Linked DNA regions of Gasterosteus aculeatus: region 2 is linked to region 1. A link is a contact called in public Hi-C data. All regions are on one chromosome and are shown on one strand. The core of a region is the stretch at or near the end of the contact, and the rest is flanking DNA. Distances in the headings are between cores, read along the strand shown.

What was found. Hi-C and Micro-C count contacts between places; a contact is called where the count stands out from the background.
Region 2: a contact with region 1 is called in a Hi-C map of tail fin, with 6 times the contacts expected there. The contact joins the promoter of slc52a3-2b here to the enhancer-like site in region 1. A contact is called at or near these places in 5 of 6 Hi-C or Micro-C datasets (blood and trunk muscle, skeletal muscle, tail fin and 1 more).

The regions. Positions count from the first base shown.
Region 1 is chr20:15,950,729-15,953,639 of fGasAcu3.hap1.1, reverse strand. No RefSeq gene overlaps it. Among protein-coding and RNA genes, the nearest start is that of LOC120810967, 13 kb to the left of the region's middle. Within about 2 kb of position 1,414, at least 1 of the 9 cell types and tissues checked has open chromatin away from gene starts, as enhancers often do.
Region 2 is chr20:16,029,589-16,032,499 of fGasAcu3.hap1.1, reverse strand. It overlaps slc52a3-2b (solute carrier family 52 member 3-2b), which reads left to right and starts at 1,450. Exons shown (of 4, transcript XM_040166106.2): 1 at 1,450-1,748.

The sequences.
Region 1 (2,911 bases), core at 165-2,664:
TAGGGACATCTTTTAGTGCTTAGTCTCTTCACCCTTGTAGATTTTTGTTAAACTCTGCAAGATGTTTAAACTCTTGTTCAATGTAAGATAACAGAGGGAGAATTCATTGTGCCATTTGATCATCTGTATTTTAATCCTACGTCAACTGGATTTACGTATTTTAAAGTGCACTTTATTTATTTCTCTAAACAAGATAATTCCAGCTCAGTACCGCTTCCATACACCAAACATCCCTTTATTCTGAAGGTTTTAACTGAGGGGTTTGTTTATATATTGTTCAAACAATGATTTAGAGAACTTTTTTTAAACATAGACAGTTTGTTTTATGGTTGTGAACAGTATTTTCTGGTTTATGAAGTAGAAATACAAATTCTTTGACTAATGTGTCAAAAATGCATGGTTTGTGATGTGGAAATGTGTACAAATTAGCCAATATTTACTTAGATGATGCATCTTTGCATATTGAGATGTATAATAAATAATTGCCTCCTTCCGTTTAATCTTTTTACCCCACTGCTGTTGCGTGGTAACGCCGCCAAAGGGGCATTGTGTGCAAGCGTCACCGTCGATGCAAACTGAGCCCTCTTGCACGAAAAGTAGCTACCGCTCCGGGCCGACAGTTCTGCACGGCCCTCTCCCCTCCTTGCTCTGCTCCCGGGCCTAATGCTCAGTGAGTGATCCCATCACTGGCTGTGCAGCAGCGCGGCACATTCCGCGGGTGCAGCGAGTGTGAAATAAGGGAAGTGTAATAGTGATTGAAATTCAAATATTTTGCTCATATTTCCCACAACTGCCAATTCCTGTCTTTTAATTAAAAGCAGACGATGGTGATGTCATGCGTGGAGGCGCGAGGGGGACGGGGCAGGTCTGCCTCCCGGGCCACAGCATGTCACACTGCACAATTGCCAGAATATCAGATATCTCGATATACAAAAAAAAAGGGATGTGTGTTACTTATGCAGATGTAAGGTAACCTAACCTACTGAGAAAATACCTGGGGAGGCGGGTAAAAGAGAGGACAGGGGCATTATTATTAGTCAAAACTCTCATGGGAACATGCTCCACTGGTAGCACAATATGCCCACTATACTGCATGCACATTGGTCTGATCAGGGAGCGTTCAGTTCAGTCAAATATCACTTCTCCAACCTGTGCCCGCGTCGGGCCTGTTTGCTTCTGAGTGATGACCCTCACAGGGCACAGATGAAGCAACACTAACAGGTAATGAGCATCCGCGTCCGTCAGCCGCTCGTCTGGTACATGACTAATAAACATGCAGTGGGCCGCGCGGGGGTTATTTAAAGGCTCGGAGATGGAGGCCTTGGCAGAGAAGAGGGTCTTTTTCTTGTCCCCCGTGTCACTCTGTGTCAGCCGCATTGGCAGCATTCATTAGCCTGAGTCAGATCAGCGCCGTCAAACACGTGATGGTACGCACACACGTGTGCACAAACATCCAAATGCACACACGCGCACCTGCACACACACACACAGAGCGACACGCGGAACGATGCCACCATGTGGACGAAATGTGGAATGGCGGCCTCTGGAAGCAGAAACGGGGTGTTGATGGTCTATAGTTTACATATGTAACGCGTTTTTATTATGAAACAATAACTTTTATTAGAGGTAGAAGCACTGTGATCAGGTCTTTATTGCTTCTCATAGATTTGTATAGAGGAACTGCTAAAAAACAGAACCTCGTTTAGCTTAAATATGCTGTGCATCTGTCCTAATTATTTCATGCTTTGATAACAATCAGTAGTCGAGGAAATACTTCCCCTTTTCTCATGGAAAAGTATCCGTACCACGATGTAAAAGAGCTTCGCTCTAGAAGGTCCAATCAGCCAAAGTGGCTGAGAACACCTGTGGTGCTGTGCAGGGCCTTTTAATAATAATGAATACCATATATTTTACATCGCGGTAAAAAGGTAAGAGTGAATAATGACTGCAGCACTTGAATAAACGATTAAAGTATAAATATAGTTGTGAAATACAATATTTGCCTTTTTAAAATGTGGGGGACAAGAAGTAAGAAGCAGAATAACAGGACTTTCCAGCTTTTGATTATATTATAAACCTGTAGTGTCGGCCAGTGTCAACCAAAAGTATTCTTACGTAGTTAAAAATGAGGGAAAAGTCAACCATGACAATCTTAACTGCAACAGAAAACATGTAAAATTCCATTTGAAGCCCCCCAAAAAAACCTAATTACAAAAGGTCAAATTGTTCTTGAATATAATCAGCACGTTTAACATTTGAATTGTAAATTTGAGTCTTGAGGGTGTCATTTATCACTATAGTGTATTTCTATTTTTTGTATTTATACAAAACACATTTATATGTAAATTGTGTCTACATAACAATCCAAAAATTAATGATTTGCCTGCGTGATGGGTGCTCAGTTTGTGGGGTATTTCTTCATTTAAAACAAAGACAACACAAACATTAACCTCACTCATTTATTTATTTACCTATTTTTAAGAAAGTGACTAAATGTCAAGTTGCTTTGATTCGGATAGTTAATTTAGTCTTTGAAACATAACAAAGAGAATCCGCGGCATGTTTTCATGAGATATGAATATCGGAGCCCCGGGGTGTCATTCACGCACGCCTGTTTCCACTGTGATGTGTCACAAGTCAACACAGTGTTTCCATTTATTTCTAATAGGAAAAAAAAAAGTTAAAGTGCTCCCTTTTTCTATTCCCGTATTCATTCTCCATCCCGTTTACAATTTGTCAAAACCCAATAAAATCAACACTGCAGGGCCAGTATGAAATCACATCAGCCTCCCAATAATTTACCACAACGATTAGCGATGACAAACCACGAAGGCATATTACTTTGACCTGTTCATAATTTGCACCATTGTTATGATCGTGACATATCGTCTGTACTTACTCGTGGGAAGGC
Region 2 (2,911 bases), core at 201-2,700, 79 kb before region 1:
ATAATATCATGCACTCACAATTACAGTTATTCGTCATTCGCGTTACCTTGTTTGCTTGGTTAAAGAAACGGCTTCTTCTGTCAGCTTGACTTGATCTTGCTATGAATATTTGTAACATCTGTTGTGGAAGACTTTGCACAGACATCGGTAAAGAGATCGGTAAATAAGAATAAGGCTCTGAGTCAAATATGTCTTTCTCCGTTTATTTCCTTGCAAGGGAAAAACGGTCACAACAGCTACGTGCTCAGTAGACTGCCAAGAACCCTCCTCCTCCCACAACAGGGCCAGGCAGTTCTTTCTTATACCTACAGGCGGCCTCCAAACCGACTTGTTGTGTCTCTACAGGCAGCAGACTGGCATCTTATCGGCGTGAGACACTCCAGCTCAATTCTTTATCACACCATCCCAGCATTTGCAATTTATAACCTTGTTCATTCAATGAAACATTTTGAAGGGTTACATACATTTTTCCACATTCTGTGGCAAAAAGATTTCCCTGTGTACATTTGAAAAGTATGAGGTAAGAATAGACACTAGATTTAATGAAAAGTGTGCATTAGTACTCACACTTTATGGTATGTACTCACTTTCTAAACATCCTCGCTCTGTTTTGGATTGAATGTCACTGCCTCCCTTTTATATCATTACACAAATCCCTTTTGCCGCTGTTGATTTTACCTTTCCCCCTCTGAGTATCATATTTAATAATACATTCTCAATCGCACAAATTCAATCTGTGGATTCCCAGCTCCAGTTCCCCTCCCGTTGATGCCTAACAAGGGAGTCTTTGAGACTCACACGGACATGCGGAACCAAAAACACAGACATATTTGTTCAAAAACACGGACCAGCAGTCTTGAGAAAGAAAGCAAAGTATTGTACTTCTACACAAATCTTCACAATGACAATCCTGACTTTGTGTCAAAACAACACTGTCCCGTGACTGGGCCTCACGGTGCAGCAGAGCAAAGAGGGCATGCAATCAGCATATATGAACTTTCACTTGTTAATTCAAGCATCCTGCTGTTACATTATAGAGACATTTCATCATTTGAACATGTGTTAATCAGGGCATTAATAATTTAGTTGGCCAAATTTAACAAGGTTTTAATTTGTTAGTAACACAACAGTAGACTTAACCTCACATCCAAAGCTCAAGTAGTTGTTTTTTTTTCAGTATTAAAGGGAATTTGCTCTACTGTACTTTTATGGAGGACACATAGTGCCAGTGAATGCAGAGGTGGGGGCACTCAAATGAAGTACCATGGCGCTGGTGCCCAGCAGGGGCCATTCCATTAGGCTGGAATTCACGCTGAACAAAAGCCAGACTGACCCTGACAAAACACCCACGGAGAAAGCCCAGAGAGCCGTCCAAAGGCCTCTTCTGCTTGGCTAAGCTGCCCACACGTGCCTTGTAGAGAGATGGGAAAAGAGTATTAAAATACATCTGATTCAATCTTTACCCGTTTCAACATTTACTAAAATCTCCTTCCTCCATCATTCCATCCTCTCTAGTTCTTTCCTCTCTCTCCTACACCACCCTCTTCCCTCCCCTCCCCCCCTTTTAGACTTTCAAAACTTCCCCCCCCTGACTGGGCCCTCTGCAGTCACCTGACAGACTCAGAGATCCAGCAAAGTCAAATGCAAAGCGCTCCGGTTCAGGCATACCCACAGATATCAGCCGGCCACTGTGTGTGATCTGAGTAACCCGGGATAAACTGCCTTTGCCCGTCCTTTCCCACGAGCAGGTAGGCGGTATCTTGTCTTATGTAAAATGATAAATAGAGGTTATTTAAAATACTCTGTTTTGTTCTAAGCTGTGTAGTTATAAAAGGAGGAACTCTGTCACATGAAGAAATTATTCTGTTGAAATTTTTCGAAATAAACACGAAAAGTTACGCAAAGTAAACCCCAAAAAAATCTAAATAAGCTCTGGCAGGTTTTCCACTGTGCTTTTTAAGCAACTGCCCTCATCTACAACAACCTCATCTATTAATGAAATGATGATGATGATTAATGATAGACATGCAAAAGCAGTTTTATATTATAATATTACTTAAGCCTACTGAGGACATTTGTTTTTAATTGGTTCAACAGTAAATGTGTGATTGCTAATTAAAACAAAATATCAGTGTCAATCCACAATAGTCAATAACACTCATTTCCACTCACACTGTATATGCTGCATGACAATGAATCCTAGAAATAGTTAAATCAGCCTTTTAATGTGCAATGCTCTACAGCAGCATGATGTTTTTTAGCCGACAACCGTGACAAAATGTGCTTTGATTGTCTGTAGAGTTTTATTTTGTTCTTGTTTATGGTGTCTCCTCAATAATGTTGCCTTTACATGGATGGCTACACTTAGTTTTTTTTGCAATTAATGCAAAAGACTTTTCGCTAGAAACCGCATTACTTGTGTTGGGCACTAATGACACATGTCACAATTTCAAACATCCAACAGTCTTTGCTGCTGGTAGGTCACATATTTCCAAGGTTTGTCGGAGGGACGCAACCAGATGCCCTGCCAAACCTTTTTGAAAATACCGCTTTTGTGTTAAAGATTGTCAAACTAGAAAGGCAACTTATTAGGCCAAACAAAAGAAGTGCTGGCACAGAGGGAAGCCAACAGAGACCAAGCAGGCCATGAGAATTAAACCGAGGATTAGCGTGTCATGTACATTATCTCGTACATCACTTCATTGAGTGTCGGACCGAAAGCTGGCTTTACTCTCCCACTCCCACTGCAGCCTGTGTGTTTAAACGAGGGCAGGCCACAAGGTCGTATGCTGGTTGGGGGAGGGAAATGAAAAGGAGGAGCTATTCTCGCCGAGGCCTCTCCCGTGACTCCTTTCATCCTACTGCTGATCTCACAGGCACACCCGGAGCACATGGCTCCATGATTTTGAAA